Linked DNA regions of Mus musculus: all the other regions are linked to region 4. Evidence: chromatin contacts called from public Hi-C, HiCAR-type, HiChIP or PLAC-seq and promoter capture Hi-C data. All regions are on one chromosome and are shown on one strand. The core of a region is the stretch at or near the end of the contact, and the rest is flanking DNA. Distances in the headings are between cores, read along the strand shown. Region 1 overlaps Cpq (carboxypeptidase Q). Region 2 has its middle 120 kb from the start of Gm41290. Region 3 holds the start of Sema5a (sema domain, seven thrombospondin repeats (type 1 and type 1-like), transmembrane domain (TM) and short cytoplasmic domain, (semaphorin) 5A). Region 4 holds the start of Sdc2 (syndecan 2). Region 5 has its middle 72 kb from the start of Tspyl5.

What was found. Promoter capture Hi-C pulls out the DNA fragments that hold promoters and counts their contacts. Hi-C and Micro-C count contacts between places; a contact is called where the count stands out from the background. HiCAR-type assays count read pairs that join an accessible place to other places. HiChIP or PLAC-seq counts read pairs in DNA pulled down with a chosen protein or histone mark.
Region 1: a contact with region 4 is called in a promoter capture Hi-C map of cranial neural crest. The contact joins the enhancer-like site here to the promoter of Sdc2 in region 4. A contact is called at or near these places in 9 of 39 promoter capture datasets (the 3T3-L1 cell line, cranial neural crest, frontonasal cranial neural crest and 4 more), 1 of 15 datasets of contacts at CTCF or cohesin (the NIH/3T3 cell line), 1 of 484 Hi-C or Micro-C datasets (cerebral cortex) and 1 of 115 datasets of contacts at active chromatin or transcription factors (fibro-adipogenic progenitors).
Region 2: a contact with region 4 is called in a Hi-C map of cortical neurons, with 2.2 times the contacts expected there. The contact joins the enhancer-like site here to the promoter of Sdc2 in region 4. A contact is called at or near these places in 8 of 39 promoter capture datasets (the 3T3-L1 cell line, 3T3-L1-derived adipocytes, the C10 cell line and 4 more), 1 of 15 datasets of contacts at CTCF or cohesin (the NIH/3T3 cell line), 4 of 484 Hi-C or Micro-C datasets (adipose-derived mesenchymal stem cells, cortical neurons and forebrain) and 2 of 115 datasets of contacts at active chromatin or transcription factors (fibro-adipogenic progenitors and neural progenitor cells).
Region 3: a contact with region 4 is called in an H3K4me3 HiChIP or PLAC-seq map of stem cell-derived neural progenitor cells, with 4 times the contacts expected there. The contact joins the promoter of Sema5a here to the promoter of Sdc2 in region 4. A contact is called at or near these places in 2 of 484 Hi-C or Micro-C datasets (embryonic stem cells and muscle stem cells) and 2 of 115 datasets of contacts at active chromatin or transcription factors (embryonic stem cells and stem cell-derived neural progenitor cells).
Region 5: a HiCAR-type map of fibro-adipogenic progenitors shows a contact between it and region 4, with 4 times the contacts expected there. The contact joins the enhancer-like site here to the promoter of Sdc2 in region 4. A contact is called at or near these places in 7 of 39 promoter capture datasets (the 3T3-L1 cell line, 3T3-L1-derived adipocytes, the C10 cell line and 3 more) and 1 of 115 datasets of contacts at active chromatin or transcription factors (fibro-adipogenic progenitors).

The regions. Positions count from the first base shown.
Region 1 is chr15:33,482,911-33,485,610 of GRCm38.p6, forward strand. All of the region lies in intron 6 of Cpq (carboxypeptidase Q), which reads left to right. Among named protein-coding and RNA genes, the nearest start is that of 4930592A05Rik, 170 kb to the right of the region's middle. Within about 2 kb of position 1,296, at least 3 of the 459 cell types and tissues checked have an H3K27ac peak or open chromatin away from gene starts, as enhancers often do.
Region 2 is chr15:33,913,811-33,916,510 of GRCm38.p6, forward strand. No RefSeq gene overlaps it. Among named protein-coding and RNA genes, the nearest start is that of Gm41290, 120 kb to the right of the region's middle. Within about 2 kb of position 1,256, at least 4 of the 459 cell types and tissues checked have an H3K27ac peak or open chromatin away from gene starts, as enhancers often do. A contact at or near this core is called in cortical neurons, where this site is marked.
Region 3 is chr15:32,243,388-32,246,087 of GRCm38.p6, forward strand. Sema5a (sema domain, seven thrombospondin repeats (type 1 and type 1-like), transmembrane domain (TM) and short cytoplasmic domain, (semaphorin) 5A) reads left to right here and starts at 1,426. Exons shown (of 23, transcript NM_009154.2): 1 at 1,426-1,912. It overlaps Snhg18 (small nucleolar RNA host gene 18), which reads right to left and starts at 1,275. Exons shown (of 2, transcript NR_038186.1): 1 at 995-1,275.
Region 4 is chr15:32,919,295-32,921,994 of GRCm38.p6, forward strand. Sdc2 (syndecan 2) reads left to right here and starts at 1,429. Exons shown (of 5, transcript NM_008304.2): 1 at 1,429-2,011. The coding sequence starts at 1,952.
Region 5 is chr15:33,758,308-33,761,007 of GRCm38.p6, forward strand. No RefSeq gene overlaps it. Among named protein-coding and RNA genes, the nearest start is that of Tspyl5, 72 kb to the left of the region's middle. Within about 2 kb of position 1,369, at least 13 of the 459 cell types and tissues checked have an H3K27ac peak or open chromatin away from gene starts, as enhancers often do. A contact at or near this core is called in fibro-adipogenic progenitors, where this site is marked.

The sequences.
Region 1 (2,700 bases), core at 46-2,545, 560 kb after region 4:
TTCATCACATGTGAGGTAACCGTCAGGGTCTTCTGGTGAGCTCTGGCCCCCTGCAATGCTATCCAGGTCTTTGTAAATGACACACTTCACAGACCACCAGTATGATTTACTGTTAAAACTAAGATATCCCTGCAAGAGAAATGGGGCCCCTATTAATAATCATACTGAGATAAGCAAGACAACTAGGTCTGCCCAGGGCTAATAGGGATGCTTGGCCTCCCATTCCTCAGCTTTTTCTTAATATATATTAAATAAACACATATTTCTCCTTGAATAAACATATCTAGTAAAATAAAACTTAATATTTTGTCTTTCACTTTAATTGATGACCAATGTTTAGGAAAAAAAAATATTTTAAAATTCAAGGTTTCTGCACCTTTTAACAATGTCCCTGAAGACTTTAATTATTTTATCTAGTACCCATCATTATAAATAGCCTCAAAATAAATCCCCATAAAAAATGAATCCTGGAAAAAAATCACTGCTGAGTTTTTCTTTTTCCACTTCTAAGAATTAAGCTTAGGGTCCTGGTCAATGGGACAAGACCTCTACACAGAGCTTGATATTCGGCCCTCTTTTAACTTTTAAAAATGTATTCTCGTTTGTATTGATGGAACATACACACATTCTGCAGATGTACTCACAGAAGCCAGATGAGGGAATTAGATTCCTGGAGCTAGAGGCACAGGTAGCTGTGGCATGTCCTTCGGTTCTGGTATCTAAATTCTTATCCTCTGGAGGAGCATCCAATGCTTTTAACCTCTAAACTAACTCTCCATGCCCTACCCTCAAGTCTTACTGAGGCAAGGACTCACTCAGTTGCCCAAGCTGACCTTGAACTTGCAGTCCTCCTCTTTGAATCTCCTAAGTGGCTCCTAAGATTAGAAAGGGGCACAAGAAGCTCGAGCAGCATCTATTTCAAGGAACTAGAAGTTGGTTTTCTTTTGCAAGATAATGAAAGCTCAGTAGGGCATCACTCTAGCCTCCCACTTAACATCAGCAGCCACAGATAGCACAGTGTCCTCCTGTCTAAACTTCCCCAGTTTCACCTTTCCCCTGCAGTATTTATTGAGCTTCTCATACATGCTGCTGTTATGCTGGGGATGCAACAGAGATACTACACAGCTTTGCCCCTTGTCTCCTCTCGGCTCTTGAGCATTTTCTGGCTCTTAATGTGGCCTTAGGCACTTTACTTACAGGAGACCTTGAATTTTTACAGGAGCAAAAGGAGAAAACACAAATGTAATGAAGTACAACAGGCCAGCATATTAGATTGGGCTGTGGTATGCTTGTTGCAAAAGGCTCAGAGATCACTTAGGGAACTGAGGGCCCTGATGCTCTCCTGCCAGGCTTCCATTCAGAAAGTAACTTTTAAGCTAAATTTCATATCTTTATTAATAGTAGTAGAGGTATTTGAACAAATAAAGCATATGAGGATGTTGTCAAAATCACGAAGTGCACAAGTGCTGTCAATTTTCCATGAAAAAGAAAAGTCATGAGTTGATGTGGAGTGGCTTTGGACTAGGCTGATTCTTGAGTACAAATTAGTCTATTTTCTTTGCAAGACAAGAAAATTATGACTATTATTGATGGCTATTCTTTGTTGTTAACTTGACCACATCTGGAATTAACTAAAACCCAAATGATCAGAAACACATGTGAGGTATTTTTTCTTCATAAAATCATTTGGTGTTGGAAGGCCCCTTTCTAATACAGATCTTTGAGGTAGAAGATGATAAAACTTCAATCCAAATCTTTTGAAGTGGGAAGATCCACCTTTAATCTGAACCACACCTTCTGATGGCAGCCTATAATAAAAAGGACATGGAATAAGGAAGCTCTTTTTGTCTGTTTTCTCTTACCCTATCTTCATTGGCATTGGAGCTTACTTCCTTAGGATTCCAGTGTGTGTGTGTGTGTGTGTGTGTGTGTGTGTGTGTGTGTGTGTATAATGAAGACCAGCTGGGATATCCAGCCTCATGGATTAAACACTGGATTTTTAGATTTTCCATTCATAGGCAGTCATTGCTGAGTTAGTGGCCTGTAAGCCACTCTAATAAAATTCCCATTATGTATAATATATGTAATATATCATATATAATTTCCCTTATATATTCATATGTATGCATATTTATACACATAGGTATCTATCTATAGGTAGATAGATAGGCAGACAGACAGACATTCATTCTGATCAGTTCTCTTCCTGTAGATAACTTTGACTAATACAATTTCTTTTAAATGACATGTCTGGTCATAAGAAAATAAACTCAGAAGTAATCTTAGAAACATTTAAAGAAGTTGAAGTCGGCTTCCCAACCAAGAACGGGGCAAGAGAAGTTGACCAGAAAGCACTCTGATACGAGGCACACTCTCATCATCAACCACAAAACCATGTCTTTTTCTTCTCTTAAAAGGTCCTTGTGTTAAAGGAAGTGATTCAAAGGAAAACAGTTGTAATCTTTGAACCTGAAGAAGGAGTAAAGTTGGTAGGGATGAGTAGAGACTAACACTGTAATGAGATAGGAAGGGATTGAGAGGGATAGAGGATGAGAAAGCTGGCCTTAGCCACTGTATGGAACATTTCTGTAGCTGCAGATAGAAATGAATATGAAGCCAGGGACATGAAGAACTGGGCCAATGTATGTCATAGAGGGAATCAAAATACCATGGTGGGATCTTGAGTCCCATGACTTTCAC
Region 2 (2,700 bases), core at 6-2,505, 990 kb after region 4:
GGTATGCATTTGTGATCCCAGCGGTAGGGGGGTAGACATGAGGATCCCTGGGATTTGCTGACCAGCTCATCTAGCCTAGCTGGCAAATTCTAAGTCAGTGACAGACCCTGTCCTTTCACACACATAAATAAATAAATAAATAAATAAATAAATAAATAAATAAATAAACTGGACAACACCAGAAAGACTATCCTATCCCCTGGCCTCCATGTGAACGTGTACACACAAACATGCACACACACACACACACACACACACAAAGATTCGCATACAAATTCTGCAATAAAGCAGAGGAGCTAGGATGATTAGAACAGACTGCCCCCTCAAGATTTATAGAAGGAGCTGGGCAGTGGTGGCACACGCCTTTAATCCCAGCCCTTGGAAGGCAGAGGCAGGCAGATTTCTGAGTTTGAGGCCAATCTGGTCTACAGAGTAAGTTCCAGGACAGCCAGGGCTGCACAGAGAAACCCTGTCTTGGAAGAAAAAAAAATTTTTTTTTACAGAAGGAACACTCCTACCAGGACCTTGATCTTGGACTTTAGCCTCTAGAGCTTCAAGAGGACAGTTTCTACTCTTAAGGTACCTGGCATGTGATCCCTGCCTAGGATAGACCCAGCAATCCAACACACATGGGAAGTCAGAGCTGGGGGATGACATCAAGAAATCAGACTGCTCTGCAGCAGGACTTAATTTGATGGGTGGACTATATATAGGTTCCAAAGCCAATTGCCAATGGAAAAACTGAAAATGACAGCCATTTTCATGAAATTCTCCTCATTGACTTTCTTCTCAGCAGTTGCTGGAAGAGAGAAGTCATAAACTAGAGGAAATGCCATTATTAACATCATTATCAGCAGCTCACTTATACAGATCTTAGTGAGAATTAGACTTTAATGTTTCCTCCCAGTATGTGCAGGGTGCTGGCTATACCCAGCTAATGCAAGACAACAAAGCTGGTTAAGCCCTTGTGTGATTTATTTTTGCTCCTATGGAAAGTTGACACTTTATTCATTAAACTACTCCCTTTACCACATTTCTAAATCATTCCTTTCCACTCTGATTCCGTCTAGTTTTCATTCCGGAGTTTCAGCTAGAATGGCTTTCATAATGAATTCTTTTTTTACCTGACAAGGCAAGTTAAAACCTCCACCCACTGAACATTTAAAAGAGAAATTCAGCTCCTTTTTGTCAGGCTGTTTATCATATCTCGAAAATACTCAAATCCATTTGCTTTGGAAAAGGTTTGTCTTTCTATGACAGCCATATAAAAGGGTTTTATTACAGTGCTCTATTCACTGGGGCTGCTCTGCCTGAAGATAAAAAGGAATTCATTTTCTGGGATTTCCTTGAATTGTCTGCTCTGTAGTTTGCTTCTATTATCAAAGTTCTTAACCCAAGAAGAATGGAGAGGAGGGAGAGTTTAAACTAATACACAATATCAGGCTAGAGTATGGAGTAACATAGAAATTGAAATTTCCAAAATAAAATCTGACTTTAAATGTAAATAATATATGAAAGCAAAAAACACTGTTAACCATTGCTGGATTTACATGGAATATAGAACCATGCATGACTCTCCAATATCAAATTAATGTCAGCATTACTCTTTATACTCCAACCTGTCCTGTAAGGTGTGGTGCTTTTGTGGGCATCATCTGGGATTTTAAGGAGAAGCAGATGGCCTTTGGCAGGTCTAGGTAGTGCCTGAGGCTGTGCATTCCTCCCAGATCACTGTTGTGGGAATGCTTCAAGTCAAAGAGAACACATTGAGTGGCAAAAGGAAGCCGCTTAAAAAACCAAAGTATGTACTCCAAACCTTGAACACATTAGCTTCTCCCTAACCCCCAACTAACTGTCTGGAGCTAATATGAGAAGCTGAGGTCCTGGCATCATACCAACTGCACCCATTCCATGCATTCACTGTTGGGCAGGGCATGTCTGACAGGCTAATGGGGAGTCTATGTCTGATTTCTGACCTCAGCCATCTTTCAGGGCTCATGCAAAATAATAATGCATTTGGGAAAGTCTCCAGCATGAAGTTAATGAGCTATATACACACCAAAAGATGCATGAATGGAAGAAAAAAACATATAGCATAAAGTCTTATGTGCAGGAAAGATTGCAGAGGGGACAGGCACCAGAGCAACTGTTGCAGTTTGCAGTTTAGGAAGTATTAGGAGACTTACCAGGTATTAATGGGCTGCTGCTCTCAAACCATAGACATTGACAAAAGAGCGCAAAGTGGGAACAGGAAGGCCCAGAGGCTCTCAGCAACAACTTAGTAGAAACATGAACAGGGATAGAGATTATTCATTACACACCTAGAGGCATGAGCAGAGGTACTCATTCCCAACTGGTATATACTCAGGAAGCTTAAAGAAATTTGCATTGCACATGGGGTGCTAGACAGTGAAATATGGATGAGTCACTGCAAGCTTATCTCTATGGCCAGAAAGCAATGCAAATACAAATGGCTTTTAAATGTGAGCCATCTTTCAGTCACAGACCGCCCTTGTTTCATATACCAGTGAGGTAGTCCAGCCACAGGCATGGAAATTAAGTATTCTATGGAAAAAACAGTAGACTGGGGCATGGAATGGGACAGGCATCTACTCAGTGTCTGTAGAATTAAAATCTGAGGAGTATTGAATAATTTCAAGTCCAACAAATGATAAATAATAGAAATCACCTCCCATCTTC
Region 3 (2,700 bases), core at 176-2,675, 680 kb before region 4:
TGCGTTGGGGCCATACTTTTCAGGCTCCACAATTGTAGACACAGCACACTCTGGGGTTGACATAGCCTCCAATGGACTCTTTCAAAAATGGTTTCGCCTAATTCTTTCATTTGAAGGTGACAGACACAACAAATTGGTGGCAACTTGTGCTTCTATTCACCTCCTCTTGAATCTCTGTGGTCCTGGATGAGCGGTGACACATTCCAGCTATTACCCGGTCCCTGTTTAGCATCATGGAACCCTCACAGAGGCCCCGAACTGTCACCGGCGCCCCTATCCCCTACCAGGGCACATTTGCAACCTGCCAATACCAGGATGTGATTGTGGCAAATGGGAACATCCTTAGGTCTTGCAGCTAAGAAACTCATTGATGAGGTTCCTTATGCAAAAGCACCCGAGGCCACCAACAAGGCCCGATATGGGAGGAAAACCTGAAGACATCGTTCCTTTACCCTATCCTGAGGGAAAAGGATCGCCAAGCATGGCTGTAGGGGCAGGGATCCACGGTTTCTGACTTTATCCTGTAATTTCCCCTCTTCACAACCTTGTATGTTGTTTAGAACTTGGTGAGTTGATCACTTCCTTAGAAGGAGAACTGAACAACGCGTCAATAAAGCTGCCTTCCCAAGGCATTTACTTTGCGTTCCAAGATAAACTTTTTGCCCCCATGCTCACTCAGTAAACTCCCAAGATACTTGCGGAGTACCAATTAGCCCAGCTGTTTCTGTCCATGAGGTAACCCTCTCCTAATTCCCATTAGGGCTACTTGGGAACCTCTTGCTCTATTTCCTTGGATGGCAGATTTATTCATTTCTCTGATCTATCCTTTTCAAGAACTGAGAGCCTTGCTGGGCCCAGCTCGCCTGTAAGAATCCGCGGCGGGCCCCTCACCACCCCCAAAGCACACCCCAGTCTTCTTATGATGACACAGAAGAACTGAATCTTAAACTTCCACTTTCTTCCCACCCGCGATCCGCCGGGGGCACGCACTTACCTGGAGCTTAGGCAGGCCTAGCAGACGCCACGTCTCTGGTTTGGGTTGAACTGCCTCCAGCCCTTTATACAGCCCATCCTGCAAAGTAGCCACGTAGGAGCCACCGGGCAAGGGGCGGGTAGCCAAAGAAGGTCTCTTCCAGGCGAGGAAGGGAGTTCGAAAAAAGTCACCAGTTGGGTGAGCTTGCACTCTGGTGGCACAAATAGAACTCCTGGGGTGTGTAGAGAGCCCCCTGGGGAGTGTTTGGGGGTCCCATCTCGGGAAGAGGCGGGGCTAGAGGAGGGGCCTGGGAAGGTCAGGGGTGGGTGGGGCGCTCAGTTTGCACGCGGGAGGGGCGGAGTAGGGGAGGTGCGGCGGAGGGGGCGGGGCGGGGGCGGGGCGAGGCGAGGCGGTCCTGTGCTCCCCGCCCCGAGCTCTGGGCCCGCTCACCCAGCGCTGGTCTACTCGCTAGGAAGGCGGCGTCAGCAGCGGCTGCTCACGCTGTGCCCACTCCCGCGCGCGCTGCGCTCCCGCCGCGGGTGGGCTCCTCAGCCCTTGGCTGACGGTGGCCCCAGCCTTGTGGCGACCTCTGTATCCCACCTTCCCACTGCGGGGGCGTCCCGGCACGTGCAATCCTTTTTGGGGGTGTTCTTGGTTCCCACGCGCAGCTACTAAGCAGAGGGTACCCAACTTTGCCACCTCACCGGTCGCCCTCTCTCGGCGCGAGCCTGTCCACTCAGCTGCACAACTGGAGACTCCGGCAGACTAGCTGGTCCCCAGCCTGGCGCGCTGCGAGAGGAGGATAGCTCTGGAGAAGTGGCGGGGTGCAGTGGTGGCGGCTGCCTCGACTTCCCTCGTAGTACACTGAAGAGGACCCTTGGAGCAGCTCCGGGCCCCGGGGCGCTGGATGACTAGCAGGAGGAACGCGCCCGGCATCTGGTGAGCTCTCTCCCCGCAGAGTCCCTGAGTGTCATAGCTGAGACCCTGCACGTGTGAACTGGACTCGGCACTGGTCCATTTGCGGGTGGTGTAAGTCTCTGGTAGGGTCACTCTGCAGACACCTGGGTGGGGACAACCTGGCAGAGGCGCGTGCAGGACTACCATCAAAGCGGGGGCGGTCGCAGTGGAGATAGTGCACGGGCTGGAAGTTTGTGTCTTAGCCTTTCCCTGGATACGAGCGTGGATTGAGAAGGTCCGGGTGTGCGACCGGTCAGTGGGCAAGCCTGCACCTCGGCCAGCACCTTTCAGGTACCCGTGGAGATCTGTGTGCGTAATCCGCGCTAGGCCAGGCTTGCTTGGTGGGATCTGGAACCGGGATTGGTGGTCGGAATCGCCTACCTCCCTGCACGGTGGACTAGGGGACATTTATTTTCCTGCTCTCTGCACAGGGGCTCTGCGGTGTTCGTGAAAATCTGGGGTTAGTGGGACCAGGGCACAACTCCGCCAGGGTGTTTTGCTGAGGAAGACTAAGGCAGGGATGGCGAAGCCTGGGGCTTCAGCAGGATGAGCTCCAATCGCAGAGCCCCCGTCTGCGGGCAGCCCAGCCGCACGCATTTCATACCCGGGTTCACGGTCTGGGGCCAGGAGAAGATCGGTGCTCAGGATATTCCGAGGAACTGTTGGAGGGGAGTGATCTCCGGCGATCGCCCTTGGAATTGGGCCCAGAGCGGGTAGGTCCCGGTCCCGGTACCCCTCACCTCCCGCCCCGGGCTTTGGCGGGAAGCGCT
Region 4 (2,700 bases), core at 179-2,678:
CTACAGTTTAGTTCTAAAATGACTAGGGCCTCATGTCTGTATCTCTCTCTGTCTCTCTGTCTCTCTCTCTGTCTCTCTCTGTCTCTCTGTCTGTCTCTGTCTCTGCCTGTCTCTGTCTCTCTGTCTCTGTGTATGTGTGTTTGTGCATGTGTGCGTGTGTGTGTGTGTGTGTGTATGGGTATGTGTTTGTGTGAGAAAATCACAGAGCTTTTTATGGTGTGGCTTGAGGTCTGGAGTAGTATTTACCTACAAAATAGTTATTATGTATTTTTAATTCATCCTACATGATAACAAAATAGTGGCTAATACTGAAATGTCCCTGTCCCTTTATAAATGGACATTACAGAAGAAAATGGGTCCATAATTCATTCAGTTTCTAAATCCAAGAGAACATCGGTGAGCATTAGAAGAGTATGTGCCTGCCTGGTTCTGTAGCACCATACAGCACCGAACTACATGACGCATGCTTTTGCTTTATGTAGGAAATACATACTCATTTTCTTAAAGCCAGAAACTACTTAACCATTCATTCTCTGAAATTCATCTGCTAATATCTAGACTCTCTAATTTTTCATCCTTATCTGTTGCAATTTTACATTTTCCAAAAGTAAAAATATGGAAATCGAACTTAGCTGATGCCTGGGGCAGTGTGTGTGTGTTTGTGTGTGTGTGAGTCAGGAGGCAGGGTACAAACTGTGAGCAGCAGAAATGGTTTGTAAGCCTTTAATGAGTTGTGCTTTGGAGTTGTTGTGTTTTGGGTTTTGTTTTTCTACCTTTTTGAGGGTTGTGGGTTGTGGGTTATAGTTGGGATGGGGGTGGAGGTGGGTCATGGGGGAAAGTTCCAAGGAGAATCTTAACACTAACTTGTTACAATTATTTTTGTCGTTTTTGAATTGCAATCTTCATTATCTGGAGACCTATGGGCACTGTGAATACTTGAAGGGGATGTATAAACTTTCTCATTTTTCTCGACTCTCATCTTTCTATTGACCCAATTTTCACAAGTAAGAAAAGGCTCAATATGCCCATTAAACCTTCATCGAATTTTCTTTAGAAAATTACAGCGAAGAAAAGGAGAAGGAAAGGGAAAGGGAGACAGAAGGGTGGTGGGGAGAGGAGAGGGTGTTGAGAAGGGGAAAGAAGGAGAGAGAAAATGAAAGAGCACTAAGGTTTGCAGAGGCAGGTTCTCAGGACAGCCACAGAGTGGAGCTGCTGGCTCCCACTGGCTCTGGGAGCTGCCAATCCCAGTGTAATCCCGTAAGAATTTCTCCCTGGTTTTATCATGGAGTCCTGGCAACCTCCTTTCCCCCAGTAGCTGGGAGGAACCTTGAGGGCCAGGCTAAGAAGGGAGGGAAGGTAGGGGCGGTTGAAGCGGAGGCTGAGCAGGACCAAGACCAGGACCAGGGAGAGGACACGGAGGGGTGTGGGGTGAGATCGAGGGGGAGGACCCAGGAGGAGGCGGCGCGTAGAAGGAGGGGCGCTGCAGCCAAGCCACCAGTCTAGCTGTAGAGTGCTGTACTCCAGATACTCCTGGAGCTCCAGCCCCTCAGACCGCGCGTCCCCGCCGCCGTTCGCCTTTCGGCATCCTAAACTTGAGCGGCAGCTCGGTTTCAACCCATCGACTGCTTGCTTCAAATCAGACAGCATTGCGACCCAGACACCGGAGTCCGCCGAGTGAAAGCACAACGCTGCCCTGTAGGACCAGACCAAGAAAACAGCCTCGCGAAGCAGCAACTCTGGGTTGGGAGTACAGAAGCCAACAAGTGAGAAGGCGCCGCGTTTCCGGGGCGCAGGGAGAACGCTAGAGCAGGCGCCAGAGAAGACAGCTAGAGCTCGGAATCGGAGCCCAAACCTCTCTCCTGGAGGCGGCTCAGCTTCTTTTTTTTCTAGGCCCTCTTAGGCTTGCTCTGGGCTTCCTTTTATCCGGGTAGGAGCCACATCCCTGGGGAATATGCAGCGCGCGTGGATCCTGCTCACCTTGGGCTTGATGGCCTGTGTGTCCGCAGAGACGGTGAGTGGGCCCAGCCGGGGAAGTGCACTGTTAAGAGTGCCCGGGCAAATAGAAGAGCCAGAGGGTAATTGGGGGATGCTACCTGGGGGATCTGCCAACCCTGAACGTGGGGCTGCCTAGGTTCTACTGAAACAAATGAGCTTGCTTTTCAACCACTTGCCCCTGGGCTCTTCCTTTTCCCTCTTGCACAATTGAGCTGCTACAGGGAGTTACCCAAGCCATGTCTTCAGGGGGTGGGAGCACAAGACTTGGAGGTTAGGGACCCCACAGGTCCTTAAAGTCATTTCCAGCTTTCTGCCTTGGGGGATTTTATGGTGTAGTCTAGGAAGGACAGAGGGCTAAAAGTTGCAGGTTACTAGAGCACCACTGCGGGCCAGGAAAGGATCCAGTAAGCTCTGTGTACTGGACAAACCCCAGGGGTGAGTTGGAAACTTTGGGGAGGATCTGTTCCTCTGCACACATCCCCCTACTCCAGGCTTTGAGCTTGACTGAAGGCAAGTTTAGGGAGATAGGGTCCATATTAAGGAAACCGAGAGTATCAGGAGTGAAAGTTTCTAAAAGTGCATTTGTTTAATGCTCCCTGTGGCTGTGGCAAGGGGCCCACACTAAGTGGAGATGCAGTCGGTGGTCTATTTGGAGGCTCCTGGCTTCATGGAGCTTTTGGGAACAGGCCTGGGCTCTCTGGTTTC
Region 5 (2,700 bases), core at 119-2,618, 840 kb after region 4:
TGACAATGACCAGCAAAGAATGGTAAGGCATACCAATATCACACAGCATCACCCACTGTCTGTTGGGTTATATTTATATCTTCATCAAACATCATGTGTTCTCTCAAGTGTCTGCTCTAGCAAAACATCACATGCCCCTTTTCCAGGCTGCCTCCATAATAACACCACATGTCTATCATATGATAGTTTCCAGAAAAAGATCACATGACACAACTGAGTCTCCAAAGAAACCAGAAATTTCTACTTCATATAACTGTTATGAAAAAGATATGGGGTGGGGTCCAGGGTATAGTTCTGTAGATGATCCTTATTTTTATCTAAGTCCTGCTAACGCTAGCTATTTAGCAAGGACATTACAATATCCTGAGAGCTACGTGAGCTATGTTTTCTAAACTCATGTCATGGCACATGGTAAATCCATTCATGGTAATCCAATGACCCTCCCACTGCACTCAATTTGAAAAAGGCTAGAAAACATATGTCTATCATGTATTTTGGATGTGTTTTGAAAGGTCTAGGTACAGTAGGATAGAGTCTTAGCATTTGCAGCCCCAAAGAGACTGATCTTGTCCTTTCCTGTCTTCTACTTCTTGTGAGGCCAACATTGCTGCTGGCCAGAGCCTGCTAGTGTGTTTCACATGATGCAGACCTGGTTCCTTGGGAATTAACACAGCTGAATACACAACCAGAATCCCTCTGAAGAGCCTCTGTTTCCTTTAGCCAGTAAACATGTTTACTGCCATCTCAATGATTACAAAACAAACTCACGGAGCCAAAACTAAGCAACAACATAGTATAAAAACAAAAGCACAATGTCCCTACTTGCTGAAAGTACATCTAAAAAAGTACATGTTTTCCATTTGTAAACCTGCAAAATGCTACCAAGGCGATAGAGACACAAGAAAAATAAAGCATTATATTCTTGGGGGCAGGTGAAAATACTGTTTTTTACAGATAATTTTAAAAGTAAAATTTGTTGAAATATAGATTTTACGTGAAATTTATTCATGAATTTTATGTCATAAACATATTTTATGAACTGGAGTTACATCAAAAAATTCCTGGATGAATAATTAATAATAATTAAGAGAAAGTATTTTAAACCAGTTTCTACCAACATTTCTAACAGCTAACAATTTTGGCATTCTCAGTTACAAAGTACTTCATATTCAGGATATCATTGATCTTCATAGCAATTCAATAGATAATTAAGACAATAACTCCTGTTTGGCACATGAGAATACTGAGGCCAGAGCAGTATGAGCCTTTGGCCTGAGTTACAGGCGATGAGGATCTGCAAACGAACATCTGGGATGGTTGCTTACTCTGTATCCGGAATTCCTTTTACTCCCTCGAGTCTCCTGGGAAAAGTGCCAGATAACGCAATAAGATAAGGTCTTCTTCCCAGGCCCATGCAAGGGGAGGGTAAACAGCTTTAGAACTCATGCAGTGCTGTTGAGTGGTTAGCACACCTGGCATGGGTGTGGCTTGGAAAGGCAGAGCCTAGAGGACTGAGTGTCCTGAGGACTTTTTTCTGCTGTTGTAGGAGATTCCCTCTGCTTGTTGTCCTCGTGGTCATCACATCTCTCATAATCTATGACTTGTATGAAAGCTCTAAGGGGACTTTCAGGCCCTCACGAGGCAGCACCATTGGCACTTACAATAATAGTGATTGACCTTTTGCAAGTATTATTTACGGAACAGATAAATGATTCAACCCTCAGGAAGAACTTAGAGATACCAATTGTTAGTAAAGTTAAGTTAAGATGGTTTTGTTAGAGGCTTTTATGTAGAAAATCTTGGGGAACAATTTAAAGCCCAGAAAGGCACACTCTTGATAGTTGAGCAAGGGATTCTTTGAGGTCAGGGAACAAAAATGATGACAGACTGGCTGATGTGCTTTTATTGCCAAAGCTGGGCTGGTGATCAATGTGATGATTAATTTTTTGTACCCATTTTACCCTCAGCTTCCTAATATGATTCAATAAAAAAAAATGTTAGTGAGTAGGTAAGCACCCTGAAGATTTAAAGTAGAAACAACTGATTATTTTTATATAAAAGTTTACATTGGTGATTTTTCTTAAGATTTTTATAAGATTACTTTTTAAGATAAAAATAAAACGATTGATCCTATTTTTTTTTTGTAACCACAAATTTCAGCCTGCCAGTAAAATAACTGGCTGAGAAAAATACTTTGCTTGCCTACACTTTGCTAATCTATAACAAGTTTTTTAAACATGAACATATATGAGTCCTTAGGGATAATTTGGATTTTTTTACTCTAAGATGTGAAAAGTTTAATCATGTAAGGGTATTGGGGAACATGCTATTTTTCATGTATACTTATTGTAATCATTCTATTAAAGAAAAAATAGAATGTAATCACATATTTTTATACTGATTGAGAGATTTTGTTGAGGAATATAAGCTATGGGAGAAAAAATAAAGGTGTTGGAGCCTTACTTCCTTCAACAGGTGTATGTATATGCCTGCTTTACATTAATTTCTAGCCCCACATCTCCTCCTTAGATCACTGAACACACCACCAGAGTTGGCCTCTTGACAGTCTTCACATTCATTTGATTATTCATGCATTTAATTAACTCATTGATTACTTTTTAAAATAAATAATAAAATGATTGATCTTTTCTTTGTGGTTTCTTTGTGGTTTCAAAATACACAAATGAAACATCATTTCTA